2 separate regions of the Mus musculus genome follow, and region 1 is linked to region 2. The links are chromatin contacts, called in public HiChIP or PLAC-seq maps. All regions are on one chromosome and are shown on one strand. The core of a region is the stretch at or near the end of the contact, and the rest is flanking DNA. Distances in the headings are between cores, read along the strand shown. Region 1 has its middle 39 kb from the start of Gm41394. Region 2 has its middle 91 kb from the start of Gm41393.

What was found. HiChIP or PLAC-seq counts read pairs in DNA pulled down with a chosen protein or histone mark.
Region 1: a CTCF HiChIP or PLAC-seq map of the NIH/3T3 cell line shows a contact between it and region 2, with 15 read pairs. The contact joins two enhancer-like sites. A contact is called at or near these places in 3 of 15 datasets of contacts at CTCF or cohesin (the NIH/3T3 cell line, large pre-B cells and pro-B cells), 7 of 484 Hi-C or Micro-C datasets (CD4 T cells, ECoMG-derived neutrophils, nephron progenitors and 2 more) and 5 of 115 datasets of contacts at active chromatin or transcription factors (CD8 T cells, Th17 cells and embryonic stem cells).

Annotation. Positions count from the first base shown.
Region 1 is chr15:97,580,091-97,583,126 of GRCm38.p6, reverse strand. No RefSeq gene overlaps it. Among named protein-coding and RNA genes, the nearest start is that of Gm41394, 39 kb to the left of the region's middle. Within about 2 kb of position 1,321, at least 120 of the 459 cell types and tissues checked have an H3K27ac peak or open chromatin away from gene starts, as enhancers often do. A contact at or near this core is called in CD8 T cells and the NIH/3T3 cell line, where this site is marked.
Region 2 is chr15:97,496,450-97,499,828 of GRCm38.p6, reverse strand. No RefSeq gene overlaps it. Among named protein-coding and RNA genes, the nearest start is that of Gm41393, 91 kb to the right of the region's middle. Within about 2 kb of position 1,283, at least 39 of the 459 cell types and tissues checked have an H3K27ac peak or open chromatin away from gene starts, as enhancers often do. A contact at or near this core is called in CD8 T cells and the NIH/3T3 cell line, where this site is marked.

The DNA of each region.
Region 1 (3,036 bases), core at 72-2,571, 83 kb before region 2:
CTGAGTCTGATGGAGGGGCAGGTCTTGGCGTGGACCCAGGGGCCTCTCTGGGGAGCTCTGCACCCCTGTTATTCTGTTGCTACCCTGAGATCTATCAGGACAAGGACATTGCTAGATGGACAGGTAGGACATGATTGTCCTTGCATGGAAAGGGAGAAACAGAATTTGTAATAACCCAACCCTTTCAACACCAGCAGGGCTGACCTCTGACCTCTGAGAACCATGACCTGCCAAAGTCAAATGTTCCACCCATGAGTCCACGGCTCTTGGGCCAGGTGGCTGTCACTGAGGGTTTTGTCTTCTGTCCTGCTCTTCTCTGTCGCCACCATCTGTTCTTTCCCTGTCTTTGATCTCATCACCTCCTCTTCATCCTCATCCTTCGTCTGTAGGTGGTGCTCCCCAGTGCTCATCCCGTGAGTACTGCTGGCACATACAGTGGAGTCACCCACTGCTGGACAGGTGAGCACAGCCTTGAGACAGAGAGCAGATGGTGGCATGAGATCCGGTCATCTGTGTTAAAGTAAGGCAAGAAAAACAATTTTCTTCAGGTGTCTTAAACAGGGGGAAAAAAAGTGTGTGTGTGTGTGTGTGTGTGTGTGTGTGTGTGTGTGTGTGTTGAAATCCTTTAAAAACTAAGAGTCAGCAGGTCAAATACATAGCTGAACTTGCAGGGGACCAAGGCATGGTTGTTAGGATTTTGATCAATACAATGTTCATATCAACTGGAGCTCCTGCTAGAGAAATAAGGTGAACGATGCGGTAAAGCCAGTGGCTGGAATGCTCTTCTGGCCATAGTAGCTGACTGCAGGCTCTTTGCCCTTCCTTGTCATGGGTAAATCTCTCCCTGCCCTGACGTAGATTAGATGTTGCCGGCCACAAAGCAACACAGGTGCTTCTCGCGTGGATTTTCTGTGGTCAGGGCTGAGAGATTCTAAGTATGTAGCCGCAGGTGCTGGCCAGGCTGGCTGCAAGGAGCTGAGAGTCAAGTCAGAGGATTTTACACACAGGAATCTAGCGAGAACCAGAGACTTAGTCACATGCCTGAGGCTCATGGCCCCAGCCACAGGATCAAACCACCAGGGTCCAGCGGTCCACGAGGCCACATTCTCTTTCCTTAGCAACTAATGGATTCTCTCCTCAGTATGGCAACGGATTTCCTCAGAGCCAGGGAGATTTCCTCCCAAGCTGGGAGAGCACTCCCAAGAGGGAACACAGTCATTCAGAACTTGCTGGCCGCGGTGACTCAGCATCACAGGGACCCGGCTTGGTAGGATAAGGACCTGGCCTGCACCAGCACGTGTCTACCAGCAGGTGGAGACTGTTAGCGCGGACCCGGAGGTCAGCAGCCACACCTTCTCTGGAAGCACACCCGATTGGGCCGCTGTTCCTACCTTTTAATGCTTGCTCCTGTACCACGGGGGCTGCAAGCCTGGGACTTACATTTCCCAGACTCTGTTGCTCTTCTTTGGGTTTTGTTTGTTAGTTTGTTTTGTTTGTTTGTTTGTTTTTCTGTTGCCGTGATTAGAGCACTGACCAAAAGTAACTTGGGGGAAGAAAGGATTGATCACGTCTTACAGGTTAGAGTACAGAGTTCAAGGAAGCCGGAGCAGGAGCTCAAACAGAAACCTGGAGGCAGGAACTGAATCAGAGACTGGGGGAACGCTGCTTACTGGCTGGCTCCCATGGCTTGCTCAACTAACTTTCTCCTCCTCCTCCTCCTCCCCCTCCTCCTCCTTCGATTTTTGAGATAGGGTTTCTCTGAGTAGCCCTGGCTATCCTGGAATTCACTCTGTAGACCAGGCTGACTTTGAACTCAGAAATCCACCTGCCTCTGCCTCCCAAGTGCTGGAATTAAAGGCATGCGCCACCATTGCCCAGCCTCAGCTAACCTTCTTATACAGCCCAGATCACCTGTCCAGGGATGACCCTGTCCACAGTGGACATTAAGTAACAATTAAGAAAATGTCTCACAGACATGACCACTGGCCAATCTGGTGGAGGCAATTCCTCAGCAGAGAGAGGTTCCCTCCTTCCAACTGAGCCATGTTGACAACCGAAGCTGACTATAACAGCGTGGTTTAGATTTGGTTGAGATGTTTGGGAGACAGAGAGAGTGGAGCTGTCCACCCTGGCATCAGGGGTGGGTGACAGTCACACTTGGCTTCAGAGGATGTGAACTTTCCAGTGTCTCCTAGACTTTGTGTCTGCTGTAGTCTCTGAGTTGGGGCTGGAGCAGCCCTGACGTCAACGATGACTTCCAGGGTTCTGTGACCTCTGCTCAGCTGCTTCCTGAGCTCGGCACTTAGCACTGGGACAGGAGACTCAAATAATGGACTTACTTTTTAGTTCTCCTAGAAGTCTTGCACGTAGATCCCTATAGTAAGTTTCTTTGTTTCTTTTTAAAACATCCCACACACCCCCTCCCGGAAAGAGGTTTATTCTTCTGGTATGGGAGAAACAGCAGTTTAGTGTGCCCTTCCCCCAGCCCTGAGCAGGCTAATCAGATCTTAATGGTTTGCCACAGTTGGTCTTTCTGCTCACCCAGCTAGGGTGGAGTCTTTCCAACCTAGGATGAGGTCTTCCACCTCGCCTCCCTCCTTTTCAGGTGTACCCAGTTCTCTGTGGCTGCTGGACAGCTACAGTTTAGCAGTTAATTTTAGTGTTGTGCCTCTTTAAATTATGTCTCGACGACTTCTTTATGTGACACTGAATCAGTGACCTAACCCTTTTAGCAAGAGTTTCCTCACGTATAAAGTTGGGGTATCATTATCACCATCACCATCACGCCACTACCACCACCACCACCACCACCACCACCACCACCACCACCACTCTCATCACCATCACCATCACCACCACCACCATCACCATCACCATTACCACTGTTGTCACCCTTGCAATTGCTGCTGACACAGTAGACCACAGTGACACCATGAGAGCGCTTACAAAGAACATAAGAGACAAGCTCTAACTTTCTGCCCAGATAATGTGAAAGAAGTCACTTGAATCGGCAAGGAATAAATGTATCACTGGGGA
Region 2 (3,379 bases), core at 34-2,533:
CATTCTCTCTCTCTCTCTCTCTCTCTCTCTCTCTCTCTCTCTCTCTCTCTCTCTCCCTCTCTCCCTCTCTCCCTCTCTCCCTCTCTCCCTCTCTCCCTCTCTCCCTCTCTCCCTCTCTCCCTTCCTCTCTCCCTGGTGTTACTAATAAATTGATCGGGTGACCATGGGCTGAGGAGGCTCAGACCCTTAGACTGCACTAGAGGCAGAACAAAGCCCACGTCATTGCAGACCAGGGGTTCTCAGCCTTCCTAACACTGTGGCCCTTTAATACTTCTCCTCATGAGGTGGTAATTCCAACCATATGTTATTTTAGCTGCTACTTCATAACTATAGTTATGAATCATAATGTAAATATTTTGGAGATAGAGGTTTGCCAAGGGGTCATGACCCACAGGTTGGGAAACAGCTGCCCTGGGGACTTTCCACTTTGGCAAGCATACTTTCTTTTCCTTGCTTCTAAGAATATCTAATAAAACTCTTCTCTCTTACCCGAGCTGGAGCACAGATCTACCTGGAGTCGTGTGCTGCCCGACCTATGAGTCACCTGGCGCTTATGTAAGCTCATTAGAATTTTCAAGCACCCAAGTTTGTCTTTTAACATCTGCATGTTTTCTTTTGTTATGAGGCCCATCTCTTCCGTCAGACATTTGCAAGAATCTTTGTACTGAAAGTTTTTCTCCCGTTGACCAGTACCTATAAAACTGGATATGTAAGAAAGCAAATACAACCCACAAAGGGATTTCTCACATTTTCATTTTTGTTCTTTGATTTTGGTTTTGCTTGTTTTGTTGTTCTGTCTTTGTTTGTGTTGTTGTTGTCTGTGACATGAACCTTGTGAACCCCAGGCTGGCCTGGGCCTCTTGATCTTTCTCCTTCCGGACTCTGAGGCTGTGGCCACAGGTATGCCTCTCCACACTGGGCCTAAGTACTGCCTTTTAAAAGGCGTTTTCTATTGAGTTTAAAGAAATCTGCTACAGTGTTCTGGAGCATGGGCCTACATCCACATTGCCTTTGAACTTGGAGTTCTCCAGAAGCCTGGGGAAGAAAAAGTTCAACAGTTCCCAGGAGTGCTGTGGCCTCCTGACACAAGTGGGGGTGGGGTAGGGGGAGATGGAGTCAGAGAAGGTGGAAGTGTGCTGCTCTGAAGTCCTTTTGGGGGTGTGACGGGTAACCCCACCATACCTTGCTTGTACTTTAATATTTTAGTTGTGACAGGGCATCTCAGGGTAGAGCCAGCAGGGGGCATTGCATTTCTTCTAGGAACAACAGCCATGAAATGACCTATCCCACCAGGGAGCGCCTGCCCACTTCTGAGTCTCTTGTGCAAAGCTAGAGATGCTGTCAGGAGACAGAGCTTTACCTCTGGCTCCTGGTGTGCCACACACACACACACACTCACACACACACACACACACGATAGTGTTAAATATCACAAACACTGTCTTACCATTGGGGAAGTTACAAGTCCTCGATCGGTTTTGCTGAGCAGAAGTCACGATGTCTGTGGGAATGGCTCCTGTGAAGCTCGGCAGGAAGAATGTAGTCCCTCCTGCAACCTTGGCTCGAGTCACTCCAATTCTGCCGCCATTATCACATCGTCTGCTCTAATTCTGGCCCTTCCATGTCCCACTTTAAAGACCTTGTGATGATGACATTGGGGTTATCTGGGAAAATCCGGGCTAATCTCTCCATCCCAATTAATTTAATTGCATCTGTAAAGCCCATGGAAGGCACCATTTGTAGGTTTCAGGGGCAGGATGGATGTCTATTTGGAAGGGCATCGTGATAGACAAGATGGGTCATCAGCGTAGCATCTAAGAAACCCAGGAAACAAGCCTCTGTCCAGGAATATGAAGGACTATCTAGATGGGATTAACTGAGTGGGAAGACCTCGGCTATGGGTGGCACCCTTCCATGGGTTATGGTCTTGAACTGAGTGGAAATATTGTCAGGATGGGTGGAACTGGCTCAGATCAGCTTATTGTGCATCCATGTGTGCCTTAGCCTTCTGAGTACTTGACACAGCTAGGATTGTCTAGGAAAAGGGAATCTCAATTGAGAAAAATGTCGTTAAATCAAATTGGCATAGGCAAGTCTGTGGGGCATTTTCTTGGTTGATGATTGCTGTGGCAGCTCAGACCATTGTGGATGGAATCAGCCCTGAGCAGGAGATCCTGGAGGGTATAAGAAAGGTTAACGGGATGTGAGCCAGGCAGTCAGTAGCATTCCTCCGTGGTCTCTGATTCAGTTCCTGCCTTGGGTTCCTGCCTTGAGTTCCCTCACTGGCTTTCCTCTATGGACTGTGACTTGAGATAGATAAGTCAAATAACCCTTTCCTCCCCAGGTTGCTTTTGGTCATGGTCTTCATCCCAGCAATAGGAAGTAAAAGAAGACAGCCCGTGTCCTAATGACTGATTTATCTATCTGCTAAATTTTAATACTATTCAAAAGCTTATTTCTTTTTAATGATTTGAATATCACTTTCTATGTTCCAGTCTTCAATATCATTTTCTTTTTGAAGATTCAACAAATGGCTTATCAGTTATAGTTCTGAACTTGTGGAATTAAAACTTCAAGTTGAATTGTGTTGGTTTAAGTCTGATGGGAGTGGAGCAGGCTTGAGATAATGGGGGGGCGGGTTTAACTGGGGATTTCGGGGTTAGAAACAGCTAATGAAGTTGGGTTTTTTTATATTATTATTAAATTAAGATTTAAACCTTAAATTAAAAGGCAGTAAAATGGAAGTATAACTCATACCAGCCTCTAATAAGGGATGGCATTCTCAAACTCTAGCAGCTAAGCAGAAGCAAGGATACTCAGAAGGTTTGTTAGACCCCTGTCTTAGGACTAACACTTCAGACTTGATGTCCACTGACGATAAACACAAAATGATCAAGATATGACTTGGGTTTATTGACGATAAACACAAAATGATCAAGATATGACTTGGGTTTATTGACGATAAACACAAAATGATCAAGATATGACTTGGGTTTATTGACGATAAACACAAAATGATCAAGATATGACTTGGGTTTATTGATCCTACAATACTCTCCAAATCCTTTTTTTTTGTTTGTTTGTTTTAAATCCAGCACAGTGAGACTGTACAGAAACTGTAGAAGCACCCGCATTCTGTTTAAAATTACATTCATTAAGTTATTAGTAAAGTTAGCCTGATCAAACAAATGGCCAAATTGAAAAAAAGGCAGAATAACAGAAAATACGCTAAAATCAATAAAAGCAAAAAGGCCTCAATGGTATCTGTGTAAACTGGTTTTTTGTTTGTTTGTTTTGTTTGTTTTGTTTTGTTTTGGGCCATGGGATTATATTTGAATTTTGAATGCCATGGAATTATATATTGAATTAAGAAGCCAGA